2 separate regions of the Mus musculus genome follow, and region 1 is linked to region 2. Evidence: chromatin contacts called from public Hi-C data. All regions are on one chromosome and are shown on one strand. Each heading gives the region's core, a stretch centred on a gene start, on an enhancer-like site or on the middle of the called end of the contact. The rest is flanking DNA. Distances are from core to core; before and after follow the strand shown.

The links. Hi-C and Micro-C count contacts between places; a contact is called where the count stands out from the background.
Region 1: a Hi-C map of uterus shows a contact between it and region 2, with 4 times the contacts expected there. The contact joins two enhancer-like sites. A contact is called at or near these places in 1 of 15 datasets of contacts at CTCF or cohesin (large pre-B cells), 1 of 484 Hi-C or Micro-C datasets (uterus) and 4 of 115 datasets of contacts at active chromatin or transcription factors (CD8 T cells, acute myeloid leukemia, embryonic stem cells and 1 more).

The regions. Positions count from the first base shown.
Region 1 is chr14:72,997,968-73,002,505 of GRCm38.p6, reverse strand. No RefSeq gene overlaps it. Among named protein-coding and RNA genes, the nearest start is that of Gm41208, 14 kb to the left of the region's middle. Within about 2 kb of position 2,030, at least 12 of the 459 cell types and tissues checked have an H3K27ac peak or open chromatin away from gene starts, as enhancers often do. A contact at or near this core is called in uterus, where this site is marked.
Region 2 is chr14:72,781,692-72,786,166 of GRCm38.p6, reverse strand. The region is part of intron 5 of Gm35218 (a long non-coding RNA gene); the gene reads left to right. Among named protein-coding and RNA genes, the nearest start is that of Gm35218, 24 kb to the left of the region's middle. Within about 2 kb of position 2,811, at least 75 of the 459 cell types and tissues checked have an H3K27ac peak or open chromatin away from gene starts, as enhancers often do. A contact at or near this core is called in uterus, where this site is marked.

The sequences.
Region 1 (4,538 bases), core at 781-3,280, 220 kb before region 2:
AGACAACTCTTATAAAACACAACATTTAATTGGGGCTGGCTTACAGGTTCAGAGGTTCAGTCCACATCAACAAGGTAGGCTGAATGGCAGTGTCCGGGTAGACATGGGGCCAGAGGAGTTCTTCATCTTGCTCTGAAGGCAAACAGGAGAAAGACTGGCTTGCAGGCAGCTAGGAGGAGGGTTTCAAAGCCCACCCTGACAGTGACACACTTCCTCCAACAAGGCCACACCTAGTCCAAGAAGGTAACATCTCCTAATAGTGCCACTCCCTGGGCCAAGCATATTCAAACCACCACACAGATCATCACCCAGAGTCCAGAGTTCACACTAGTTAGGATTTTTTTTTTTTCAGTTTCGTTACTTGTTTATTCCATGTGTGTACATGGTCCTGCCAAGGCCAGAGCACATCAGGTGTCATTCTCAGGTGTCACCCACCTTCTCTGAGACAGGATGATCTGGTTGATCAGGAGGTCATCAATTAGGCTGGATCGGCTGGCTGGTGAGCCACAGCGATCCTCTGTCTCCACCCCTTAATACTACAACTGTAAGTGGGAACCGCCACACTTGGGTATCAAACTCAGGCTAACAAATGAAGCAAGTGCTGTAACAATGGATTTGTCTTCCACCAGACTTTGAGGTTGGATCTTATGCTATAGCCTGGGCTGGACCTGAACTTCTGATTTTCCTGTCTGTCACCCAAGTTTATCACCATATCTAACTCATCAAAAGAGTCTGCAAGTGCTAAACTGGATTGGTGTCCCTGGAGGAACCTGAGTTGGCACAGATACTGCCCAGAGTGGAAGGAGAGTTAGCATGCTCTCTCCAGCTTGATGCGATCATCCAGTCTCATCCTAGGGATCCCAAGGTGGGAAGGACCAGCTCTGAGAGAACAGATCTCGAGAGTGGGTTGAGAAGCAGGAACCCTGCTGGCATACCTTCAGGGCAGCTGAGCTGGGCCAGGGTCATGGAAGGTCTCATTGCCATTACCTAGGCTGTGGGAATGACGCGTGACACATTTGGTCGTGTTGATTAGCACACAGGGGCAAGCATAAGTCCAGCAACCTCGGGCCAGGTAAAGACTTTCAACTGAGGAGTAGTGGGATGGGGCATAGGAGTAGAGGTACTCTGGCATCCTCAGGGAGGGGCGGAGAGTGTCTGTGGTCTTCTCAGGAGGAGGTCTGGCCTCAGCGGGCCGTTGAAGGAGGCAGAAACAGTAACCAAGGTTACCCAGCCTGTGCTGCATACTGGGAGGTGTGGTGGCCAGCACCTGGCTGATCCGATTTAATCTTTGTAGCTCTGAGAAGCAGACACATGGGTTACTCCAGCTTTATTGGAGAAGAAACAAATTTTAATTTTGTCCCCATCCACAAAAACTAGCAAAGAAGACATCAAATCCGTTCAATCACTCGTTCATTCATTCATTGCTTTGTCTACGACAGAGTCTTGTATATCTTAGGTTGGCCTCTAATTCAGTATGTGGTCGAGGATGACTTCCAACTCCTAATCCCTCTGCTTTTAACCACCCAGGTCGTGGGATTTTAGGCACGAGCCACCACATCCGGTTTACTCAGTGCCATGTTAGACAAGTACCCAGCAACAACTCTTTTGCTGTTGTCGTTTGCATTTCGGAAACTCTCAAAATGAGGCACCTGAGACATGGAGAGGATTGTTTTCCTTAAATAAGGGATTATCTATCGCATTCCCATCCCCGATCTTGGTTTCTTGGGCAGGTCCGTCTGTTCATCGTCTCGTCCTCCTCATTTGGTTTAAGACAACTATCATAAAATAAAAAGACTCTCAGCGTAGAGGAGTGAGAGGATCTCGTGGGTGCGCGATGTAGTGTTTGATTACTGTTAAGGAGTCCTGCTGAAAGGGAAAAAAATCAGTTTACTAATTACAAATAAGTCTGGGCTCAGGTGGAATACCAGACACCAACACTAGGGGGAGCTGTGGGGCATTCTTGTGCCTCTCATCTTTTTTTTCCCAACCCTGTGGCTTTGGGCAGAGGCTCCTGAGACAAACTCCACAGATCTTGGCCTCCAGCCCTTGCTGGATTGTGTTGGAGCCCGAGACTGGCTTGTTGTCATTAATACAATTTGTTTCATAAACTCTGTTTGTTCGTTCGTTCGTTTGTTTGCATTTCAGCGAGCCTCAGAATGAGACCCTGGAGGCACGGCAAGGAGTGCTTTTCTTACTGAAGGCATTATTTATCACAGTATCCTTATCTGAAGTGATGATTCTCATTCTCCAAATTGAATTTAATTAATTTTCATATTTCAAGAGCTTGATAGCTGCTAGCCATATCCCCTTTGCCAGCAGCTTCTGAAAAAAAAATCACTGTCTTTTCTTTGACATCCTAACATCGTGAACACACCCCTCTGGAGTAAACTAATAGATATGCCAGGCCACACCGAAGAATTCTCTGGTCAAAGGTGAGTCTCTCAGTAAAACACAGCCCAGGAGTTTGCAGCCAACAGACCGAGACAGTGGGAAGGGGGGGCTATTCCAGGCAGGAGATAGATACCTTTCTTTTTCTTACATTCTGGAAAGTGGTCTGAGAGAGACCCCAGAGCAGAAGTAGATGCCACTCAAACAGTTCCATCAAGGTAGAAGGCCCTTTGTGTAGGGTCTAGCCAGGGCCTTGCATGTGTGTCTTTTAGACATTGTTATTGGCTCAGGAACCCCCCAAGACCAAGTTCTCAGCACCAAGGAGATTTGTCTGTCCCACAGGGACAGAGGGCAGGGAATGAGAGACAAAGAGGAGGAGGAGAAGGGGAAGGAGACAAATGAGAGGGGAAGGGGTATTTGTTCTGGGGAACAAAGGACTGCCTCTGGTTAGAGAGGAGACAGACATGGCCCATAGGAAAGTGGTGGTTTATAAAGGTAAAGGGGGAAACCCTGTTTTAGGATGAGGTGTTTAATTGTAACTGGGCATATTAACTACATGTGTCAAAAGGGGGCTTTTCATTACTGGATTTCCAATACCTTGAGAGCTGAACCTTGGCAGTCAGCCTCAGGAGGAAGAAATGGCTAAATAAGGGAATGGTCCTTGATGGCTAGCTTTAGGAATAGAATTCTTTTTTTTTTTTTTTTTTATTGGCAAGGCAGAGAGAACAAGGGAGAAGATCAAGGCCTATCAGAGCCACATGCTCAAGGCCCTTCAGTATCCACGGGACCTTGCAAACCAATTTTCCATGTTTGTTTTCCAGTGTCTTAGAGGAAGTTCATGCCTGAGGCTGATGTCCACTCGAGTTTTGGCCCTTCAGACCTCCTCCCTGTCCAGGCCACGGCTTCTTCTGGCTAGCTGGGGCCTCAGGCTGTATCTAGATGTTTGGGCCTGGCCCAAGGGTTTCTAGTTTATTGATCATACAGCAGTATGTCCACAAATAGCATTAGCACAAGAGTAGTGTTATACAGTGTTCAAACCCGTAACTCACTGTACAGAGCTTGCATGTGCTCAGTGTGAGCCAGATTCTAGCTTTAACTCCTAGCAAAATATTCTCTCTCTCTCTCTCTCTCTCTCTCTCTCTCTCTCACACACACACACACACACACACACACATACACACACACACATTTGTGCACATGCACACACATGCTTTTACACATAGGAACACACACAATCATATACACATACACACATACATGCACACACATATAGACGCATGAACATGCACATTCAACATACATAAGCACAAACACCCATGCAAGACACCCAAACACAAACATGTACATATAGAAACACACACATGCACACAGATATATGGACACACACACACACACACACACACACGAACATGTATATGGCACAAACATATATGCAAACAGAAAAATAGAAACATAATATGCATATGTGCAAACACACATTCAAACTTACATACACACTTCAGAATTTATACACATGAATACACACACATGCGCGCGCGCACACACACACATACACTAGCCCAAGCAGAGCATCAAGACATAATATCTTTGTATTTTCAGAAGATTGTTCAATTGACACCTCACGACCTACAATCAGTACTCTGATCAGATCAATGATGATGTGGTGCTAGACATACAGCAGGGTTTTGCTCCCCAATAGCTACGGCACGGAGTGTTGATATAAGCGCCACGGTCCATAAGGCATCTCATGTATTAACACTTGGCTTACTCCTTACAATGGCCTGGCTTCAGCCTGAGGAGGCTCAGGCACAGAGAGTCTGTCAAGGTTAATCATCATTGTCAAGTTGACTGGATTTAGAATCACCATGGAGACACCTCCAAGGGGGTTTCCAGAAAGGTTTTATTGAAGAAGAAAGAGCTCCTCTGAATGTGGGTGGTGCCATCTCCTCTTCCCTGGCTGCAGCCTCGGACTAGACTACTGAAAAGGAAAGAAAAGAAAAGGAAAGAAAAGGAAAGAAAAGAAAAGAAAAGAGAAAAGAAAAGAAAAGAAAAGAAAAGAAAAGAAAAGAAAAGAAAAGAAAAGAAAAGAAAAGAAAAGAAAAGAGTGCTGAGGAGATGCATTTGCGTCCTACTTTGGGACTGGATTTACA
Region 2 (4,475 bases), core at 1,562-4,061:
GATCCGGTTTAATGTTCCTTCTACCATTATCCCACACCCTTAAATTCCATTCCCACACATTCCCAGACTTCTGCTTGAGTAAATTAGAAAACTCGTTGGGTTCTTTAGCTGTGTAGCGCCTCTGATGACAGCCCATATAAAGAACATGGAGGAAGAAAGCTTTCATTCTTTGCCTGTTTATACTTGCTGGCAAGTCCAAACCGCAAACACTGTAAAGAACCAAACAGCAGCACGAATGCTGTCATCTTAGAGTGGGCCCATGCAAAACCACTCCTTCTTAAAATACAGGCCAGTGTCCTGACATCAGAAGCCACCTTCAGACCCTTTCCTAAACAGTCTCCGGCTTTAGGGATACTCTGTTCTCATAGCTTTTCAATTATCTCATTTGGACAAATGGTCTTATTAAGATTTGGAAATAAAATCGTTGGCTCATGCATCTGTCTCTTTTGCAGAAAAAACTTCTTAAAACAAAGAACTGTTCCAAGATGAGGATGATACATAGTCCTAGTGTGCTAAAACATCCAAGGAGTAACTAGGGAATGCTGGAAACAGGTGGATGTTAGTGGAAAATGTCTACTCTTGGGAATATCAGGGCAAGTGTCATAGGGCTATAAACTGAAATCTGGCCACTAGAATACCTCTAGACATTAGAGAAAGAACTTTGTATGATAGGCTCTCAGGAGTACTGGGGACTCCTGGTCAGAGACAGTTGTCAGGGGAACACAAATGCACTCAATATTGGCAAGGACAAACCCAGGACAGGGCCAGCATTGGCCGCTAGGCCCCTGAAGGACTAGCTAAAGGCATGACCAGCATCTGTAACTTGAGTTCACAGAAGAGTAAGGGGGTAGAACTGGCTGTCAGGAACCCAGGAATTAACTTGCATCTCTCTGATGTTTAAAGATGCTGAGCAAAGCTTTTTCACATACATGCTGACCATTATGTGTCTTCATTTAGGAAAAAAGAAATTAGATTTTTTTTTTTTGCCTACTCTTTTAGGTCAAGTTATTTCCTTGTTATTGGGTCTTTGGAGAATTTTGGGATGCTCTTACTCTAAAGGAATGATAAACCTTCAATGTGAAGAATCTGTTAATTACTCTGATTTTATTACTCTACACTGCATGCATATACTCAAACATCACCTTTACCTTGTAAGTGTGTACAATTTAAGTTAACTTATTTACCCACTTCATTTCATTTTTGTCTTACACCCAGGGACCTGTTCTGTAGCCCAGGCTAACCTAGAACCCTTAAGCCTCCTGCCTAGATCTCCAGAGTGCGGGTATTACAGTCATTCACTACTACACCTGAACCAATTTAATTTTTAACTATAAATATACTCCTTTTTAAAGAAGCCATTATTCTTTACATTACAGCTGCAGGACTGCCCTTTTTTCAGTATGCCACAGTCTTAACATTCCTTGGTATGTATGATGTAACAACATGAACAGTTGTGCCCCTAATGCATTTTCTGACTATGTGGTCAGTTTTGCTTTTTCTCTATTTTTTCCTCTTTTTTCTTGAACCTATTTTTTTCTTCTTTCAAATAAGGAAGATAGAACCAAAATGATAATCCAATGGCTTCTTATTATTCTTCGATTTGGTTTCCTGCCTCATCTTGCGATTGCCCTTACTGGGAGGAGAGAGAAACGAAAGACTGAGAAAGTAAACATGTACAAACTTGGTGATTCTGTGACTCATGTGAGAGTTTTCCTGCCGTTGACTTCATTCTAAGCCAGGCTTAGCACAGAACACTGCCGTCTACTCTCTCTCTCTCTCTCTTTCTCTTTCTTTCTCTCTCTCTCTCTCTCTCTCTCTCTCTTTCTCTCTCTCTCTCTCTCTCTCTCTCTCTCTCTCTCTCTCTCTCTCTCTCTCTCCCTAGAAGTATATGTGATCATATTCTCGAAGTGCCTGCTTGGTGGTCTGTAGTCAGACCCTTATCACACAATAGCATTTTTTTCTTGCTTCCCCAGTACTCCTGCTGATTAAACAACAAGAAACTTTTCTTCTGGTCCTGTCATGATTCGGTAGTAAAGGACAAACTTGATTTCTAGGCTATATAACTCAGGGCCTGGTAAAATATTGGCCAGGAAGTGGACATAGGGAGCAATTACTTTGAACATGTCTGTACCTTGTTAGCAGCTCAAATACTCACGTAATTAATTACACTAATTTAAAGAAAAAATCTAAATATTTGACTTCTTACAATACTAAGAGGATTAAACAATTTGCTATATAAATACTTGCTATTTGGGCATTCTGTGTGGAAGGAAACAGGCTAGTATAACCTGTTTTGTTGTTGTCATCATTTCGTTTTTGGTTTGTTTTGTTTATATTTTTGCTTTGCAAGCCTACTGTGTGTCTTTCCCTGCTCAGGAGAATAAATAAAAAAAGTGTAAGAATTTATTCATATCCTCAAGAAAGTTATAGCCCCACTCAGAGGACTGAAAATAATTTGTTTATTAAGCAAGCAGCAGCAAAGGGAGATCATGTGACCAGTAGACATAAGAATAAGGTTGACCTGACCTATGGTGTAAGAGAAACCATCGTCATGGAGAAAAAGCATTGAACCTCGGAAGCACAGCCATGTGGCATCACCCAGTCAAGAGCATCAGACATGAGGCCCTCTGGCTGCTCCTCCAGGGATGGAAAGGACTTGGCTGCAAAAACTCTAACACTCCCTCCCTTCACACAGGAGGAGAGCATTGCCAGATGCATTTCTGCCCAGGCTGCAAAACAGGACATAGCTCCACACCCGCCCGCTGTCTTTCCTCACACTCACCACCCACGTGTGCTGTCTGGAGCAGGCGGGGAGGAGCTTCAGACCCGCTTCCCCTTCCCCTTTCCGGATGCTCTGCCCAATAACGCCCTTCCAAGCTTTATCCACTTCAAACCCAGATTCTTGAAGCATGCCTCAGGCTTTCTCAGCCCCGTGCTTTTATGTTCACTGTCCTCTCTACTTGGAAGAGCCTCTCTGGCCCCTTTTCTCTGTGGAAATCATTAGTAAAAAATCTTACCCCACCAACTATCCCAATAATATTTTTATTTGTAACTTTAAAAAAGTTTTTAGTATGTTTTTATTTGATTCCTTTCTTTAATTTCATCTACCATCTACCTATGCATACATTCTGTGGTGCATGTGTAAGGTCAGAGGGCAACTTAAGGGAGCAAGGTCTCTCTGACCTTGTGGGTCTTGGGGATTACACTCAATTCTCAGGCTTAACGCCAGGTGCCTTTGTGCACTGAGCCACCCCTATTGCGCTCCACATTACACTCCATGCTGACGTTTCTGTGAATGTCCTCTCCTCATCAAAGTTTCTGAAGGCCAAGGAAGCACCTTTTAGGTTTCTGCTCCCCAATATCCTAATATGTCTCTCCCAAAGAGTACTAAGTATTTATTGCATGGGTCTAAGTTCACCAAGAAGTCCTGGAGCAATGGAGAGGAACCCACAAAGAGGCAAGACACCTCTGGCCTCCATTGTCTACAAGGAAACAGTAGTAGGAATCCCGTGGAATTCATTACAGAGGGTCAACTGTGCTATTTACCGTTACTTATTCTATCTAAGCTATGCAAACTCCTTAGAACTCAGTTTTTTCTTCCTGAAATAGGCATAGCAGAATCCTGTGAGTTGTGTGGAAGCAAGCATAGTGTGTAGGAGGAATATCTAACCATCTATATATCCATACCTCAGGGGATGGATGGGTAAAATGAACCAGCATGGACCAATGATAAAACATGATCAAACATAGTACAATATTTTGTTAAGGCATCTCTTACTCCAGGTGGATGGGTGAGGCCATATATTCAAGTTCTCTTATATTCTCCTGTACACTCCTTGGTGGGATGTTTGCCTAATGAGAGTTCTTCAGGTTTCTCTTCACATCAGCAATGCTTCTTGTAGACATTGTACTGTAGCTGGGTGCCAAGTAAGTGAGGCCTTGGAAATATTTCGATTTGAAACCAAACATGGAGCTGACTGGTTTTGCAGGCTCTCCTCCTTGAGCATTGCGCTACTCCAGGACGGGTAACCTTAGCCTTACACTTCTGTCTACCTTAGCCCCAAGCTAGGGGTGGCTCCAGTGGATAGGACAAAAGTCTGAATGCCTTCCAGGTCCTGTCAGCTCACTGCTTAACTTAGCATAGAAGACAGTTAAAAACCTTTCTGAAGATATTCTGAAAGGCAAAATATAAAGAAGCAATGTATCTAAGTAATATTCAATAAAACCGTAAAACTTTTAAAAGACTAAAAAGATCTGGGTTGTAGACATTGGGTTATAGCAATAGCTTCAAATGGTAGTTTCTACTTCTCGGGTTAGGATTCTTTCTAAAATTACAAATGGACATCTAAGACAGAACCCACTGAATGAAATTTAACCTCCTTTATGAAAAAAGCTATTACTGTGAAGAGCTGACTAAGGCCCCCTTGTATTTTCTCTCTGTGTCTTAGATTTATGTATGCAATTTCTAAACCTGC